Regions from separate parts of the Mus musculus genome. Here region 1 is linked to region 2. The links are chromatin contacts, called in public HiChIP or PLAC-seq maps. All regions are on one chromosome and are shown on one strand. Each heading gives the region's core, a stretch centred on a gene start, on an enhancer-like site or on the middle of the called end of the contact. The rest is flanking DNA. Distances are from core to core; before and after follow the strand shown. Region 1 holds the start of Mmp25 (matrix metallopeptidase 25). Region 2 holds the start of Zfp13 (zinc finger protein 13).

Region 1 (4,645 bases), core at 2,036-4,535, 59 kb before region 2:
TCTGTGGACTTTCCCATCCACTTCCCTGTTCCTGAAATAATGACTCTGAGACTTAAATAAATTCCTAGGCCACAGACTTTGTCTCATTCTCCGATGAGCTCGTAACTTAAATAACCCGTTTATTCATTTCTATGAGTGCCACGTGGCTGGTTACCTCTCCTCAGAGTCAGAGTACTCCTGCCACAGCCTCACCACCTAGGTTCAATAAAAGCCATTCCTTGGGCTGGTGAGATGGCTCATCGGGTAAGAGCACACTGACTGCTCTTCCAGAGGTCCTGAGTTCAAATCCCAGCAACCACATGGTGGCTCACAACCATCCATAGTGAGATATGACGCCCTCTTCTGGTGTCTTTAGACAGCTGCAATGTACTTACATATAATAAATAAAATCTAAAAAAAAAAAAAAAAGCCATTCCTTGATGGGTATAGTGGTGCACACGTGTAATCTCCAGAGGCTGAGGCAGGAGGATTGCTATGAGCTCAAGATCATACAGAGTAGGCTACCAAGTAAAATTTAGGTTTTTTTTGTTTGTTTGGCTTTTCAAGACAGGGTTTCTTTATGTAGCCCAGGTTTACCCTGTAAATCTGGTTGGTCCCAAACTCAGATATCTGCCTGCAGAGTGCTATGAGTAAAGGCTTTTGCCACTACCACCATTACCACCACTGCCAGGAAATCTGATGCCCTGTTGCCCTCAGTGGGCACCCCACTACAACATAGGCACACACATACAAAATAATAATAAAAATAAAGTAAATCTTCAAAAAGGGTTCGGCCAGTCATGGTGGCATCTATAATTTTAGCACTTAAAAGGCAGAGACAAGCAGATCTCTGTCAACAAGACTACACAGGGAGATCCTGTCTCAAAAAAAAAAAAAAAAAAAAGACCAGCCAGCTACCAGGAGGCATGGGCAGGCTGTAGGTACCCACAGTCCCACCAGCTTCCTTGCCACGTGGCATGGGTAAATGGAGGATACCCCAAGGCTCTTCTGAAGCCATGACAAGTGGTGTAGGCAGATAGAGGACACCCAAAGGCCCACCTGCTGCACGGCTTATCCACTTATTCCACTCTGTGGAAGTACGTGGTGGCTAGATGGGAGAGAAAGAGAAGAGGAGCAGCTGTGCGTTATGAAGAGAGGTAGAGCTGCCGACTCGAGGGTGGAGAGAGAGGCAGCCTGATATAAGTAGCTTGCCCTTCCATCTGAGACCACAGTGAAATCACGGATGGCTCCTGCTGCTGCGGACGGCCAAGTCTGCATCTGTAGCCATGTAGCAGCAGGGGTTTGTGTTGATGTCTATGGCTCATATTACCATTAGAGACAATTTGGATGCCCCTGGTCTGGGGTGCCGCCTGGGACCATGTGGATGTTCAAGGGCTGGGCAGAGCTGGCCCCACCCCTCATTGGTTGAGGAACTCTGAGAGCGAGGCCCTTCATTTTGCCTGGCTCTGGTGGCAGTAGCTCAGGGGAGCCAGTTCCAGTGCATGAGAACAGCGGAGCGGTCTCTGGCCCTTGCCCATACTGGGTGAGGTAGCCAGGGCAGTGCTGGAGAGCTCACCCTGGAGGAGGTGTGGGTGTGGGAGAACTGGCTGGCTGACCAGCTCAGCTGCCGCCCAGGCCCAGATCCAGGGCTTGGAGTTGGCGCATCTCAACATCTACCTCATCTATGAACTGCTGGAGTGCATGACGGGGCCGAACCTGCAGATCCAAAGCTGCAGGAACTCCATGACACAGGACTGTAACAGGATGTCTCAAAAAAGTCCCAGTGAGGATCTGGTATTGATGGTGTGGCAGCAGCCAGGGGCCTTGAATCAAAGCAAGCACTCATTGCAATGAACACTTGCAATGTGTGGACAAAAGGGTATATTGTGAGAAAACAGTGGCACACTACAGCTTTCTCGACGAGTTGGTTTGGTTTTTTAATACATTTTTTGTTGTTGTTGTTGTTTTGGTTTGGTTTTTGTTTTCTTTTGGGGGTAGGTTGCAAGGGTGGAGGGCAGATATGAAGGAACGGGGAGATGAGTGGGATTTGGTACACGATGTGAAACTCCACAGAGAATCAATAAAAGGTTTAAAAAAATAAAAGAAAAAATAAAGTCAGAGGATGTCCTATGTATTTTTATGCTGAATTTCTAATTCTCATTGCTTGGTAATGTGTTTACTTCAAGGTCTGGGGAAGACATACCAGGGGTGTCATGATCCAGATATGACCATGTGAAGAGACGTGGCACTCTCTATGCCTAGAGGTCTCAGGAGAAACCGAGCGCTGGCTCCTGGACCTTCCAGGACCGTGAGAAAACGAATTTTTGTATTAAGTCACCCAGACTGCGGTATTTGTCCACAGCTCTGCAGAAGAATACAGGATACCAAGTTACATCTGCAGCTTCTACATCCTGCCCACGATTTATTTTGTCTAAGATGCAAATGGAGCTCCTCCTGTGGCTCCAGGCCCGGAGCAGTCAACACATTCCTTTCACCACTTTCCTTCCATTCTGACCCGCAGCCTGAACCCTGATTACTCCTGAGTGCTCTCAACCGTTGTTCACCTAAATCAGATCTCGTACTCTGCGTTTCTCTAGCTGGAGAGGAGGCTCTGCAGGTCCTCAACTTTTCCTCAGTGATTGTGTTTTTTTTTTTTTTTTTTTTTTTTTTTTTTTTTTTTTTTTTTTTCCGTTTGCTTTTCTCCTGGTGTGCAGATTTTTGGATTTAAAAAGCTTAGTCCGGCCGGGCGTGGTGGCGCACGCCTTTAATCCCAGCATTCGGGAGGGAGAGGCAGGCGGATTTCTGAGTTCGAGGCCAGCCTGGCCTACAAAGTGAGTTCCAGCCAGGGCTATACAGAGAAACCCTGTCTCGAAAAAAACCAAAAACAAACAAACAAACAAACAAAAAAAACCCAAAAAAACCCGCCCACCCACCCTCCAAAAAACCCCAAAACCAAACAAACACCCCCCAAAAAAACCAAAACAAACAAATAAACAAAAAACCCTAAACTTAGTCCAGAGAGGGGTGGGGGGACTTTGAGATGGGAACAGGACCTGAATTTAGAGTCTAGAGGTGCCAGAGCTCTGTGCTCAAAACAGAGGCTCATACATCTGGGTGGGTTGGAACAATGGTTCGGGGCAACCATACTGCGCACAGCTGGGCCCGGCTAGGATCCCGCGGCGAAAGGAAGCTACGGAGCTCAGACGGCCGGCAGCCTGGGGTCCCCCGGCAGGGCGGCAGGATGCGTGGGGGGAGGGGAGCTCCGGCCACCCCGCCCCCGGCCCGCGGTCCTGAGGAAGCAGAAGAGAGCCCTGCGACAGAGCATGGATCTGGGAACAGAAACTTTTAGACTGAGACGGCGGAGTAGAGGACTTGTCAGCCGGCTTGCCCCACTGTAGCTGGCCCTTAAGCTCATAGGAGAGTCCCTGCGTGCCGGTGGGGAACAGGGAGAGCCCCTGACCCTCCTCTTGGACACTGACGTTGGAAGATTGGGCTACTTCCCCTACCGCGCCCTTAACGCTTCTCTGGGTGAGCCCCGCCTCATCCAGGCTCCCACTAGCATATTGGGCAGTTGGCGCCTCGCCCAGGCTGGACCTGGAGGAGACAGGAGTAGGGGACCTCTTTGCCGGACCTCTGTCCCCTCCTGAGCCTTCTCCACGCTCTCAGGACCCCCACTCCCCAGCGCCACCTGGACCCTCGATTATCGCCGTTCAGCCCGTGATGTGCTTCCCAGGATCCCAGATCTCTCCTGCCCGTCTCTACTACCTTGTGTCGGCTCCCTGGATCTGCACCGGGTCCCTGACCTCCTCCAGACTTCCACGGCGGCGGGAGTCAGGGCCTCTTCGCGTGCCTCCGCGGTCCGTCCAAGCTGAACGCATCTTGAGGCTGCCGGCTTTCGGTCTCCCGTTGCTGGCGCTTCTGTTGGTTCCGCTGCTGCCGGTGCGCGCTCAGAATCCCGATGCGAAGGTCGTGAGCATGGGCGTGGTGAGCTGGGGTCCACCCGCAACTGGGATCACACAGAACCTGTAAAAGGAAAGGGGGGGTGGGGGCGGACTTCTGGTCTGAAGGGAAGAGGGGGTTGGCTTCAAATGTTCTGAAGAGTGACTGAGGGTGGGCTCTTGGAGCTCTGGAATACTGTCTCTATCAGGAGGTTTGGTGGCTGAGATTCAGAAGTTTGAAAAGGAGCTAAAATGGGAAGCTGGGGCCTCATCTGCTGGTTCTATAAAGGTGGCAAACTCAGGGCTGGGGGATAGGGGCCATGATTGTGTGTATAAGGGAGATAGGTTCTATCATTCAGGGCTAGGAGCTGAGGTTCTGCCTACCCTGAAGGGCAGGACTTTCAAATAGTGAGAAGGGAAAGCCCCATCCTTTTAGAGTTTCATCAATCCTATCCTGTGATCTAGGAATGGCTGACTCGCTATGGCTACCTGCCACCGGCGGATCCTGTCCACGCCCAGATGCAGAGTCTTGAGAAACTGCAGGATGCAATCAAAGTCATGCAGAGATTTGCCGGACTACCTGAGACTGGACAAATGGGTAGGTAGCCCACCACGCTGCGGGACAAGCCTGCCTCTATGATTGGCCCAGAGTCTTTTTTTTTTTTTTTTTTCCCGAGACAGGGTTTCTCTGTATAGCCCTGGCTATCCTGGACTCACTTTGTAGACCA
Region 2 (4,731 bases), core at 1,744-4,243:
TCAGGGTGGTTGTGAGCCACCATATAGTTGGTGGGATTTGAACTCAGGACCTTCAGAAGAGCAGTCAGTGCTCTTAACTGCTGAGCCATCTCTCCAGCCCTAAGAACAAGTGTTCTTAACCACTGAGCTACCTCCCAACCCCACAAGCATCATGAAGTCCTAGAGCAGAATTACTAACTCCAAGCTACACAGGCTACTTGCAAAACTTACCATCCGTACAGAGTAAGTCTAGTGTTGTCAAATGTTCTGATTAAAAAAAAATATATTGTGTGTGCGCACGTGTGTGTACGCGCGTGTGTGTGCATGTGTGTGTGTGTGTGCACGCGCATGCACATGTGCGTGTACGTGTGTGTGTGTGTGTGTGTGTGTGTGTGTGTGTGTGTGTGAGCATAGGTGTTAGAGAAAAGCTTTGTGAAATCTATCCCCTCTTAACACTTTTATGTGGTTTCGAGGAATCAAACTCAAGTCACACTTTCACAGCAAATATTTTTCTGCGGAGCCATCTCACCAACCCAAATGTTCTGGTTTTTTAAAAATTCAAATTTGTCTGGGTGGCAATGGTGGTGTATGCCTTTAATCCCAGCACAAAGGTAGGTGGATCTCTGAGTTTGAGGCCAGCCTGGTCTATAAAGCAAGTTCTAGGACAGCCAGGGCTGGGCCCCCCACCCCCCTTATACACACACACACACACACACACACTTCAAGGGAACTCCAATCATTTTTTAATGGTGCGGTTAACTATTACTTTACTCATTTTATAAATCACTAGAATGTGAGTCTAGGGCCTGGCACATATGAGAGAAATGCTCTATCATTAATCTGCTCCACAGCCTTTTTGTTTTTTAGACAGGTCTCATAGTTGCCCAGGCAGGCCTTGAACTTGTGACTCTTATGACTCAGTCTTCTGACTAATCAGAATCCCAACCCTGTGACACCCACTGTAGCAAATTTAAAAGAAATTAAGCCCAGTGAGCCCACATCACATGCTTGTGAATGAAAGACTCACAACGTGAGGACTCCCCCACGTTCTGACTCAGGAGAGGCGACACCCCAAAATCACCAACGAGAAATGGTCTTGCTGCAAATTGCAAGAGGATTTTTATTCAAGAGCGCTCTTGAATAAAAGAGGTAGAGGTAGAGGACCGTGGCGCCCCGAGTAGCTGGGTAAGGGGGTATTTAAAGGAAAAAACCACAACTCAAGGAGGTGGGAAGGGCGTTGTTGGAAAATACCAAAAATACCAGTTAAGAGTCACAAGGAAGTACAAAGTCACAAGTGTCAGGTTATCTCTCAAGACAGTTTCTAAGAGCCCCTAACAATCTAAGAGCCCCTAGCAATAGCACCTTTGCATAGTGGGTTCCAGTAGTGGTCAGGGTGGGTCAGGGTGACTTTCTTTGAATGAATACTCTTTGAACCCAGGAAGCGGGTGGGTGGAGGAAGGAATCTGTTTTATGATTAGCATACCTTGGAGCATTGAGTTTACTACTCTTTCATGAACTTGTGCAGGGAACTAGGGTTGCTCCTTTTTGTTGTTAAATTTTAAAGACAATTTCTTGCCACGTAGCCCTAGTTTCTGTGAATTATGTAGCCCTCTCTGCCTGGCTTCACTTTTTGTACTCCTCTGCCTCAGCCTCCTGATCACTTCTGAGATTATAGGATCAAACCACTGTTCAGCCACTAGTATTTGCCTTTTGGAATGAAAGATCCAGTCTCAAAAGACTCGATGAGTGATGAGCTGTAGCCAGCAGGCACAGGATGAATTCCTGCAGACCATTCCGCCCCAGGAAGTGTTCTCAGGCTAAGACTCCACCCCTCTCCTAACACTGCTATGACCTGTTCTGGATGGAATGAGAAGCACAGTCACTTTCTTCCCCCTTAGAGCCTTAGTTCCCCAGGTCTGAAGGTAGCATCAGGATCTTGGACAACTGAATCAGCCCCTATTTAAAAGTTATTATATTTTGTTGTATATATGTCTGTGTGGCATGTGGGTGCAAGACACTTGGAATTCAGAAGAGGGTGTCAGATCTGCTAGGAATACCACCACGTGGGTGCTAGAGATTGAACATAAGTCTTCTGGAAGAGCAGCCAATGCTCTAAACCTCTGAGCCATCACTCCACCCCTCCACCCCACTCTCTGTCTTTTAAAAACCATAGTATCTTCAGATCTCTGAGAGTTAGAGGACAGCATGGTCTATATAGTGAGTTCCAGGGAAGCTAGGGCTACATAGCGGAGACAACAAATCCATGATATCTTATCTAGTTCTTCAGAGTTCTGTACAATGTAGTTGAACTATACTCATCCCCCATACCTCCCCCTCTCTCAAATTCACCCTGGGTCAGTCTCCATACGCCTCTATTATCGAGCCTAAATGATTCTTTTAAAATCCAATTCCTCTCCCATCTTGTAGACAGGTAGGCATCAGGGTGGGCTACAGAGAGTCTCATCCTGTTTCCTAAGTGCACTCAGGGATGGAGCACTCTGCCAGTTTGGGAGGGTCCAAAGTGCTCCAGAGGAGTAAAAGACCTTCTGATGTGTGGGTGTGGTGTGCGAGAGAGAATGGCTCTGCTCCTTCCATTCAGCGCAATAATGCTGCTCCGTTATGATGACTACAGTGCTGTCTTTGAGTCACAAAACACCAGAAATTATGTTTTGTTTTTGAGACAGTTTCTCTGTGCTGTCTTGGAACTCGCCCTGTAGCCGAGGCTGGCCTCGAACTCAAGGATTCAAGGATCTGCCTACCTCTGCCACTCGAGTGCTGGGATTAAAGGCATGTGCCACAAGGCTCAGAGCATCTTCCGTTTTTTCTGTTTCGTGTTTATAGATACCGTTGGGTATAGTAAGCGTTGAGAGCCAGCACTGACACTTTCTCCCAAGCCAAAAGCAGGTGCAGCAGAGGCAAGGGACCCCAGGACCGGAACCCTCAAATCTGGGAACTCTGTAAAGCTACAGCTGAGTTGGGGAATGGGATCTGGAAGGAACTTCCTGTTGTCCCTAATCCCAGCCTCCACCGGGCTTCTCCATCCGTTCTGTTCTGGCTGCAGACACTGGTTTCACTCTAGGGAGGGGGTCTCCATTCCCACCTTCACCCCCGGGTCTCCTTTGTTTCCTCCTTGTGTGAAGGGGATGCTAGGGAAGGCACATGGAAATCGGCTCGTGCAGTCAGCTTGCAGAAGGGGGCAGGGTCAAAGGTGGAATGCTGGCAAGCGATAATGAAGGGGCTGGACCCAGGATTGGGAAGATGAGGACACGTACCACCCAGACCACGACCACGATGATCGTTCCCAGGTGGGAAGCTGCAGCTTTGAGAGAACGGCTGACGGTGGCAGCTAATTTGTGGGTTTCAGGCGAAGCTCTGTGTCCGGCTGGGGCACACAGCAGGCATCAACGCACTGGCGCCTCCTTGGCAGGCTCTCCGCAGAAGTTTCTGCACCTCATTGACAAGAAGCCCTGATTCAGCCCTCACTTGCCATCACCTGGCTTCACTGAGATTTAGGGCTCTTGCTTCAGTGACAAAGGGGACAATACCATTCCTTTCCGAGAAACCAGAAAATATCATTCACCGCGGGGCACCGTAGGGGCTGGCAGACTTCGTATGCACTGTGGTCAGGCATGGGGAGTGCTGGACACTTTGGAAGTGTTCCTACGGTAGTGATTACTTTCCTCTTTTCCAGGTTCTTGGCTAAAACCTGGACGGGGCTCGACTAGCAAGGGAAAGAACCATTTGCTGTTTTTCCTGGCTCTGAAGTGGAAGATGTCTGCAGACAGTCAAAGCATCGCGGCTACTGAGAACGAGGAGAAATCCCATGAGGTATCCTGGGATCCTAGCTAGGGAGGGATGCCTTGAACTGTAGGAGAGGGTGTTTTCAAAACCTGTGTCTGGACAAAAGGAAGCATGAGAGTCACTGTGGGAGAAGAGGTGTAATCATGGAAAATAGCTTCCAACTGGTCTTTTCAGTGTAACTGGTTTTGTTCTGTCCAGTAAGGGGCATAGTGCCCACAGAACACAGGAAAGTCCTCTACTGCCCACTTTCTTTCTCTTGGGTTGCACCTCCTCATAGCTTACCTCTCTGTGTCCAAGTTCTAGTTCTGCCTGTTACTAGGTGTGTGCGTGCGTGTGTGTGTGTGTGTGTGTGTGTGTGTGTGTGTGTGTAATCGCCATCTTTGTGGGTCCAGGCTTGGACTCCCGGTCTTGGAGCTAGAGGATTCTGACTCAGCCTCAGGCCTGGTGTGTTACCTTGGGCAGCCCTGCTCTGTGGGAACTACTTGTGCTGTGTGTAAAGTTGACTCACTCCCACTTGTCTTACTAGGTCACTGGTAGGCTCGAAGGAGATAATGAGTGTGTGAGTCGTCTGTAAGCAGTTTGTGAGCCTGTAACTGATGACTCCTGTGGTCCATGAAGCGAGAACACCCAGAACTACCAGACCAAGTCAGCGGGACTGGGATCCTCCCACCTAGTTCTGTTGGTGTTATAACTATTAATAAATATACACTGGTACAAGTACTGCTGCTTTTATGGTGTAGACACTTAAAGAATTGTTACCAGTATCCAGTGTCCCTTCCTCTGATACCCAGTGAGCCTTGTGTATCTGCATTCTCTGCTGATGTCATACCCTGTCAGCTGCACACTGGTGGAGCAACAGTTGTAATTGCTTGCATTGCTCTTTGTTTATCTAGAACTTTCTGGAGTAGACAACTGTCTCTCATTCAACCTTCTAACTGTTTTATGCAGGCG

What was found. HiChIP or PLAC-seq counts read pairs in DNA pulled down with a chosen protein or histone mark.
Region 1: a contact with region 2 is called in an H3K4me3 HiChIP or PLAC-seq map of embryonic stem cells, with 40 read pairs. The contact joins the promoter of Mmp25 here to the promoter of Zfp13 in region 2. A contact is called at or near these places in 5 of 39 promoter capture datasets (the 3T3-L1 cell line, hippocampal neurons, liver and 2 more), 6 of 15 datasets of contacts at CTCF or cohesin (the G1E-ER4 cell line, the NIH/3T3 cell line, embryonic stem cells and 3 more), 29 of 484 Hi-C or Micro-C datasets (CD4 T cells, the G1E-ER4 cell line, the HL-1 cell line and 21 more), 12 of 115 datasets of contacts at active chromatin or transcription factors (double positive thymocytes, effector CD8 T cells, embryonic fibroblasts and 6 more) and 3 of 9 other capture datasets (adipose tissue, liver and pancreatic islet).

The regions. Positions count from the first base shown.
Region 1 is chr17:23,643,909-23,648,553 of GRCm38.p6, reverse strand. Mmp25 (matrix metallopeptidase 25) reads left to right here and starts at 3,285. Exons shown (of 10, transcript NM_001033339.4): 1 at 3,285-3,963; 2 at 4,383-4,515. The coding sequence starts at 3,700. It also overlaps a transcript of Bicdl2 not described here.
Region 2 is chr17:23,584,514-23,589,244 of GRCm38.p6, reverse strand. Zfp13 (zinc finger protein 13) reads left to right here and starts at 2,993. Exons shown (of 6, transcript NM_001356268.1): 1 at 2,993-3,284; 2 at 3,671-3,807. The coding sequence starts at 3,751.